Regions from separate parts of the Anas platyrhynchos genome. Here region 1 is linked to region 2. A link is a contact called in public Hi-C data. All regions are on one chromosome and are shown on one strand. Each heading gives the region's core, a stretch centred on a gene start, on an enhancer-like site or on the middle of the called end of the contact. The rest is flanking DNA. Distances are from core to core; before and after follow the strand shown. Region 1 overlaps YY1 (YY1 transcription factor). Region 2 overlaps WARS1 (tryptophanyl-tRNA synthetase 1).

Region 1 (4,270 bases), core at 529-3,028, 52 kb before region 2:
TGTGCCTAGAATGTTTCTTTCAGTTATTTTAAAATATTTTGAAACCTTTTGTTCTGGTAAGCACTGAGGTACTAAATAGTTATCTTTTATCTTCTGTTATGAAGCTGAACTAGTTTCTTACAGGGTTTCCTTCATGCACATACTGAACGTTATTCTCCAGATCAGTTTGAGTACTTGAAAAGGTTGCCAGGATTTGGACTTCTTGAAATTACCAGACTGCTTCTGTGAGATATTTCTGCATCCTTTTTAATATTGTAAAAAGTACTGCATCTTTAGGTTTTAGTTAGTCTTCTGCTGAGAGAATAGTGGCACTTGACCGTAATGTAAAATTTCAACTTCCTTGTTCAGGGTGGAATGTTCTAGGAAGTTGCAGAGCTAGAATTTGTAGTGGATGATAGAAAGATTGAGTTTTGTGTATTGTCTCATATTTTTCTGTTAATATATCTCTGTATAGCAGATAAAATTTGAACTGCTTCAGTCATAAGATGAACAAACATTGATACTGGGCACGTGTCACCTTCAGCAATGTCCCCAGGTTGCACAAAGCCTACAAAAATTGTTCTGATAGCTTAATTGCAGGTATATGAAAACCTTAGGCATCTTCTGTTTTAGGAAAGCTTTTTTGATTTCTTGGTCAGAATCAATGATTGTCAAACCTTCACTCTTGCCTTAAAAAAGAAAATTGGAAAAGAAAACAGAGTTAGTTGTATGTTAGATCTGAAATGATTGTGTATAGCTGAGACTGGTGCATGTGGGTGTATCAGAATACTGCTTGCTATGGTCTTTATTCTCTTGCAGAGAAATAAACATGTTGAAGGGACTTCTTTTAGCTAATAAGATGAATTCAGGCTCTAATTCCTCAGATCTCTTTTTGTACTGCTCAGTTGTCTTGTTGATCTACATATTGTGTATCACTGAAAGCCTTCTTGCATGGCAAACTGAAAGAAAAAAACTGGTTCACCTGCATGAGAATTGGGTTTGGAGGTATAGGGTTTAGGAGTACAGTTGTATTTGTATTCCTAAAAGGATGTGTTATTTAGTGTCAAGTTCTCTGAAAGTTCCAAGCATTGCTTGAAGGATTACAGTATTCAGACTTCAAAAATTCTCAGCTGTATTCTGAAAGCTTTGACCAGCATGTTAAGTTTTAAGAGATTTCAAATTCACAAGTTTCATGTGGTATTGCCTTGTATTTTGATGTGGAAAAAGTTTGTGCATAGTCCACATATAAGGAAGCATAAACAGGCTAGGAAAATCTAATACTAAGTTAATTTTGTGCAGTTGAAAACAAGCTATTTTGGGATGCTTTCCCATTTTCATTAAATTAGTTGGAAGAAACGTGCTATACATTTGTAAATCAGCTACTCAAAACCAGGCTAGATTCACTCTTTATACCCGTGCAGCTTATATTGATTAAGGGTAAATTGACTGAGACAGTTGCATTAATTTATGGGAACAGAGTTCTGAGGTTAACTTGAAATGGGCAAAGCTTGGGTAATTTAACTTGGGTAACTTAAAAGCTTTGTGGCCTCTTAATTAAAATGCATGTTGGAATTTAATTTTAGTAGTAACCGATTTCAGGCAGGGGTCTGGAGTTCTGAGTCTGTTTAGTGAGGGGTAAAGAGGGGTGGTCTCAATGATGCTTGAAGTCTTCTGTATTGCTGCAGCCTTACAAAAAGCATTTCAGAAGCTGCAGAAATTCAGCACGTGAAATGGGCACCACTGCTGCTCAGCAGCTAGGTGGCACCAGCGGAACGAGCGTTTATTCCATCGACATACCGCTGGATTCTGTTGCCTTTTTGGTGCGTCATTGAGTCATGTAACAGGAATCTGGGCCCTTTAACTGGAACCTCTGTAGTGATTCCTGGAAAGGGTTTTTCTACATCCTGAAACTATTGAAAACACCGCAAATAAACAAACTGCATCAGAACATTAAGATCTGCTTAGTAATTCATAGATGAATGACTATAAATTATACCTGTTGGGCAACTTCCTTCCACAAATTACTGCATTCTATTGTACAACTCATGCATTTTCTCTACTACGCTTTAAAAATTCAATAAAAGTAAAAATGGATTTGTGTATTTCTCTAAGGCAGTCAGATCAGAATGTAAAACATTAGTTGTCAATGATCTGCAACAAAAGAAATAAAACCTCATAAATTACCTCCTTTTTCTTTCGATACCTTTTGGCTGGGACACTGAAAGTCCATTAAGGTGAAATAAAATCACAGAATTGTCTAGGTTGGAAGAGACCTCCAAGATCACGGAGTCCAACTTCTAACCTAACACTAACCAGTCCTCCACTAAACCATATCCCTAAGCTCTACATCTAAATGTCTTCTAAAGACCTCCAGGGATGGTGACTCCACCACTTCCCTGGGCAGCCCATTCCAATACCTAACAACCCTTTTGGTAGAGAAGTTCTTCCTAACATCCAACCTAAACCTCCCCTGGTGCAACTTGAGCCCATTCCCCCTTATCCTGTCACCAGGCATGTGGGAGAACAGATCAACCCCCACCTCACTCCAGTTTCCTTTAAGGTACCTATAGAGAGCAATAAGGTCACCCCTGAGCCTTCTCCAGGTTGAAAACCTTTGATGAAGGCTGAAAACCTTGGATGAAAATGTTTCATCCAAGTCTAAACCGATTACGAGCTGCTCTGTAGTTAGATGTGAAGCAGTCATAACTGCTTGGAGAAGTAACAGATGTGTTTCTAGTTGGTGCATATGGTAGGCTTCTTTAAAATTCTCCCAAACAAATCCCCTTGAAAACTCCTGTCTGCTCTCTTGATAGATGACTGAACTGACTAGAGACAGCACAGTACAAATATAAGTAAAATACAAAGAAATAAAAAGAGAAGTTGGGAAATTGGCACAGTAATGGGTCCTAGTGGTAAAAATTATCTTCTCTGTGGCTTTATTTTCTGCTCCTCTTGGTACCTTTCCTGGAAGAGAGCCATTGGAGGAAGTGCCCCTCCTGTTAAGACGGCTTTCCAAAATGGATAGAAAACAAAGGCAAGGCTACTGTGTTAGAGTTTGAAACTGGACACCCTTCTTAAACATGACAAAGCATGCTGGCCACCTAGCTTTATGACTTAGGCCTCTTTATAAGGTATGTGCTTTTGTACTCGTCTTGTTCTTGTTCCAGAGACACTTAAAGGGCAGTAAACTGACAATTGCTTTACCCCAGGCATTACTCGGGGGAAAGGGAAATCTCTTGCTCTGTCCCACGCTGCTAAGGTCACTCTCTGTGTTTACATACATGATGTTCTGCAAACTGGAACAAAACCAGTAACTATTTTTGCTGGAACCTTGGAACAAAAGGGAACAGTTTAATTTTACAACAGTTCTGGGCCCAGCTGCGTCGGAGGCTAACTGTGGGCTCTTTGATTGTAGGTAGATTCCTAGGACACCTTGTGGCACTCCCTTTGTGTCTGTTTATCCAGAAGCCAGTCTAGCCAGTTTCGGGAGCTCTTTAGCACAAACGGACCACTTGTGGTACTTCTGCCTCAGCAGGGCACTATGAAGGGTGTGACAGTGAGGGAACAGACCAGAAGTGGAAGTGAACCTGTAGAGAATAACTTCCTCCTTTTCTAACCATTCATAGGGATGCGGTCATCGGTAGAGGTGAATTATCACTGTTGATCATCAGAGACCTCCAGGAAGTGCAAAAGAAGTTGCCAGAGCAATGCTGTTTAGGTTTCTATAGAGGGAGAAGAAAAAATATGACAACACAGGTTTAACGGGAAGAAAAAAAAAAAAAAGATAGCGAAAGGGAGGGTGGATTTCTATACTGTTAGTTGCTTTTGACTGCTTTAGCACTGTTTCTGTGGCTAACTTGTTAAAAATCTGATTCATCTCCAGCATAATTGTTTGTGGAGATTGACAGAGCTTTGATGCAGAGGTTCTACTGGAAGGAACAGCTCCTGCAGGGCAGTGAAAGGAGGTAGTTAGCTGTAACTGTCACTGCAATATTAGAAAGAAACTTTGTTTTGAGGAATGGTTAATACCTGTGATTTCACTCCAGCAATGTGATGCTTTAAATACAAGTTATCAGGCTTAGCCTTTAACTGCAATGTCCTGTACCTGGGTCTAAAAGGTTATACTTCCATTTTTTTTGATGGTCTGCAGTTGTTACTGCTAGACGTGGCCCACAGAAGCTTGCTGCAGAAATGGGAATTCTGGTCTTGCCATGGAAATGGGCTCTGTGCAAAGGCAGCTGTTTTGGAAGTTCCACCCAGGTGTTAACGTGTGCCTCCATAGTTGCTTTAA
Region 2 (4,167 bases), core at 1,541-4,040:
GTGAAAGTGCTTTTCAAGGGTCTGGGGCTGAACTGCATTCGGGCCTTTCCTGTGAACATGGTGGTGTTTGTCACGTATGAAGCTGTACTGAGATTTACGGATCATTTTACAAACAAAAAGTAGCTCGTGCAGCACTGTTGTGAGGTGTATTTTGTTCAGGTTGTTTTATTTTTGTAGCACAACATACGCACAGCCGCTGAGCCCTGCTCTCCGCTGATGGACAGCATAAGCAGGGACGTTTCAGCAAAACACCGGGTGACTGGTATCCTTGTTTTCTTCTTACAGGATTACAAACTCATCAGGGAGTCTTGCATTTGTGTACAACATCCCTTTTATCTTGTTAATGTATTTATACTGTGGCTGCTGAGACATTTGCAAATATTTATGCTCTAAAAAGCTGCAAGTCTTACAGATTTTGGGAAAGGTTTCATTTTGTTTTCTACCAGCACAGAAAACAACCTTCACTACTGAATTTGAAGGCAGTTTGTGTATGATTTAACGCTATATGGTGTGTCCTTTTTACATGTGTAATGCCTGTAAGGCATTCATTGAGCAATTTACATATTTGTGCTTCAAGCCACAGCTGGTGGACTGTTCATTCCCAGCTGTAATTCTGCCCAAGCTCTCTGCGATTACATCCCTTCGGTAGCAGCTGAAATATGAATCTCCTTGCTTTTTCCTGGCATTTCTTCGTGAGTGGCAGAGATAGTCTGCTTACATAATCGCCCTAATGGCCTCATTGGAATCGAAAACAGGCATCAATTCTGGAAATCACGTGTTTTTCTCCCAGCGCAGTCCCCAGCCGCAGATCCTCAGTCCCCTTCTGGCAGCTGGGTGCACCGCATGCCTGGCGGTGGCCAGAGCTTCCAAACCAGCCCTGGTCCTGCAAGGAGGGCTGGGGTGGATGCAAGAAAGCTTTGCTCCTCAGAAGAGAGACTGCCATAAAATCTGTGTGTTGGGCAGCTAGGTAAGTTAAAAAAGAATTGCAAAACTGTAAGATGTGCATACCCTTTTCACTTTAAAATGCATATCAGGAGCAGCCAAATGTAGTGGCTTTTTTTTTTTTTTTTTTTTTTTTTTTTTTTTTTTTTTTTCCCAAAGTTACATTTTGATGGAATCTGGTTTTAATCTTAATTTGCTGGTTCTGGCTCAGGGGCAATGATGTTTGCTTTCTTCATTTTTCTCCCTGGGTGGTGACCTCTGGAGTGGGCTGGATCGGTTCCCCAATCAGAACCTGTTGGAAATGTGCTTTTTTTGGAGGGGAAGAGGAAAATCAGTTTTAAAAATGAGTTCTCTTACTCAGTTTTGATGTCCTGGTGATCCACATGCACTTTTAGCAGTTGATAGCACAGACCTGATTACACTAACAGCAATTTTGCAGCAGACAGGACTTGGCAGCTACCCTGGACATGGAAGAAAGGATCTTGTACTAGAAGGACAAGTTTAAAAATTTCAGATGCTACTAGGAAAAAATAAAGGCAATCTCTTTCATATATAACTTGTAAAAAGTTCCAGAACTGTCCTGAAGTCTAAGCCTTCAACTTGCTATTTAGACCTTTCCACAGCCATGCTATGGAATGATTATCAGAATTTTGGTCTCCTGTCCAGCTCTTGCAGCTGATCCCAGAGCAGGTTTAAGAGGCCAGACAGATGCAGAGTATGTCACCTTACAGGGAAGTGAAATGAAAGACCCAGGACTTAATCTGACTCTATCTCAAAGCATGTACAGCCTCAGCAAGCCAGAATCTTCACGTTTACCTTTATGATGTCAGCTCCAAACCTCCTTTATCTGAAAGTCCTTACGACAGTAGATTTAATTGAGGCCTAAAGGTTTGGAATTTCTCTTAAGATGGGTTCCTAAGAGACTATTACCTTCTCCTCTTTCTACAAGGGATGCATCTAACTGAGTGCTGTCCTAGTAGGGCAGGGATTTATCCCAGCTCTGTTGGGATGTTTGCTGGAATCAAGTTTCTTTACACTGTATTATTCTCAGCTGACTTTACTTCTCAGGCATTATATCCTGTGAACAGAGACAGCAAAATATGCCTGTATATCAGACAAAACAACCATTTATTAATAGGCAGTGTTAATATCATCCATGGTCAGCCTGAGGTTTGAAAATAAATTCTATAAATAAATTCTATAAAATAAATTCTCAGATTACCCAATAGGTTCAAGCACTCAGATGACTAAAAATGCCTCTTCCTGTGGGTGTAACTGCCATACAGCTTGTTTCAAGAAGTAGGAATTACAGATGAATTATAAAATCAGTGGGAACAACCGTGAAAGCGAATGAGAGGAGCTGAGAAATGTGAGCCCCCAGGTATTCAGTGTCAAATAAAAGCAGGTTCTCACCTGGCCTGAACAAATACTGGATTAGAGGTAAGTTGGATCTTTAGACAACTTATTTCAGGAAGCTAACTGCTTGGAATCCAGCGTCCCACAAGCCTTTACTGAAAAAAAATACACACCCAGGGTATGGCTGACAACCTGCTGTAGGGCAAGAACCCACAGTTAGTTCATGTTGATATAAACTACCCCCAGGCAAAGGTATTGTCTGTGTAAGCACTGTAAACCCAGGCACATAAATAAGAACTGACTTTTGTTTAACAACATGACACAATGTACATATTGTGCAAATAACTACATATACAGCAAGCTGGGTGCTTGGCTTGGGGATTTCAGAACTTGGCTGCTTTATTTTCTGATTCCGTTGTATTACCTTGACCTTCAGCTACTCTATTTGCCTCTCTGATAATCACAGAACTATTTCTTCTGATATCCAGCTGAAGGCCAGCCAGCAGAATGAAGATACCACATAGCTCTCTGCATAGGCTATTTCTTTCAGTAACAAACTTGCTGGCCGTGAATAAAGAAATTTTTCTTTAGAAGTCACGTTTTGCTTCATGCTGCTAATAGTTCCTGTTTTCTCTGACAGTGGTTAACAATATCCAGACGTGTTTCAGTATTCCTCTTAGTGACTGTGGAAGAGCCAAGTGAAGCTATTCAGAATCTGTGCTCCCCAGACAGCTGGAGCCCATTTAAGTGCAAGTCTTTCACACCAAACCTACAGAAACATTGTGGTAACAGGTCACATTGACCTCCCCTTGTTTCTGAGCTGGCTGCTGCACACAGGGAAATTCAACATCCAGTCTTCCTTGCAACCTGTTAGTCTTTGGATGACCGACCCTCATTACCTTGCTCTGGGAGAAATTTGAGGTTTATCTGTTAAGACCATATAGATGGGGTTACAAGGCCCCCTTTTTCACTATTTGAAAGGCACTGGACATGAAAACAATGACCAACTCTATGGGGTGACTAAGTCAACAACTAAAAGGGAAGGAAGAGAGGTCAAAAATAGAAAAACAGAGTAAATTAAGCCTGTTAAAAGTTGAAAAGAAGAAAAACAAAAACAAAAACCAACTACCAAACAAGTTTGATACAGACTTTTATCTACATTTTTATTACAGTGAGATAAACAAAATATTACAAGTTGAGGAAAATGTAATGAACATTGCCTGATAACGTCATTAGACATTTCACCCATACATTTGAAGACTGCCTTGTCTTAACCTTTAAATACCTCTGGGACGTTAATTATAATTGCAGCAGATTTAGGAACTTTCCAAGACTCCTCAGAAACTGACATTTCAGAAGCACATTTTGTAAGCATATGGCTTGCTTAGTAAACAAATATTAATTTTGCAATTACTTTCCTTTCTAAAACTTTCAGGGCAGATTTTAACTGCTGTGTTACAAAATTGATCCATATACTTAATTAGAATAGAACACACTACTGCTTCTCCTACAGTGTACTTCCCCTTCCTGAGTAACTAAATTCCTAGTTAATGAAATAAATCTTGCAGGACAGTTCTGCATATAATGTTTTCAGGAAGAAATTTGCATTATGAGTTTATAAAAGCCCTTTAAAAGTCACTTGAAGTCTTATCTTCTATGCATAGCTTAAAAACAGCAAAGAGCAGACTGCAAGAACAAGAAGGTCATCACTGAAGTCTACAGTTACCACAAATTAGTTTATTTGCTACTGTATTTAAGAAGCTATTTTTCTTTTCTAAGAATTGCACAAACACTTAAAAAAAATGCTTTTCTATTGATAAGCACCTGTCAGCACTAAGATACCGTACCCATGGGTTATAGAGAGGTAGT

What was found. Hi-C and Micro-C count contacts between places; a contact is called where the count stands out from the background.
Region 1: a contact with region 2 is called in a Hi-C map of skeletal muscle, with 2.8 times the contacts expected there. The contact joins two enhancer-like sites.

What each region holds. Positions count from the first base shown.
Region 1 is chr5:12,609,224-12,613,493 of IASCAAS_PekinDuck_T2T, reverse strand. All of the region lies in intron 2 of YY1 (YY1 transcription factor), which reads left to right. Among named protein-coding and RNA genes, the nearest start is that of YY1, 13 kb to the left of the region's middle. Within about 2 kb of position 1,778, at least 5 of the 8 cell types and tissues checked have an H3K27ac peak or open chromatin away from gene starts, as enhancers often do.
Region 2 is chr5:12,558,309-12,562,475 of IASCAAS_PekinDuck_T2T, reverse strand. It overlaps WARS1 (tryptophanyl-tRNA synthetase 1), which reads right to left. Exons shown (of 11, transcript XM_027457764.3): 11 at 3,432-4,167. It overlaps SLC25A47 (solute carrier family 25 member 47), which reads left to right. Exons shown (of 8, transcript XM_072038299.1): 8 at 1-2,891. The coding sequence ends at 123. Among named protein-coding and RNA genes, the nearest start is that of WDR25, 23 kb to the right of the region's middle. Within about 2 kb of position 2,790, at least 4 of the 8 cell types and tissues checked have an H3K27ac peak or open chromatin away from gene starts, as enhancers often do.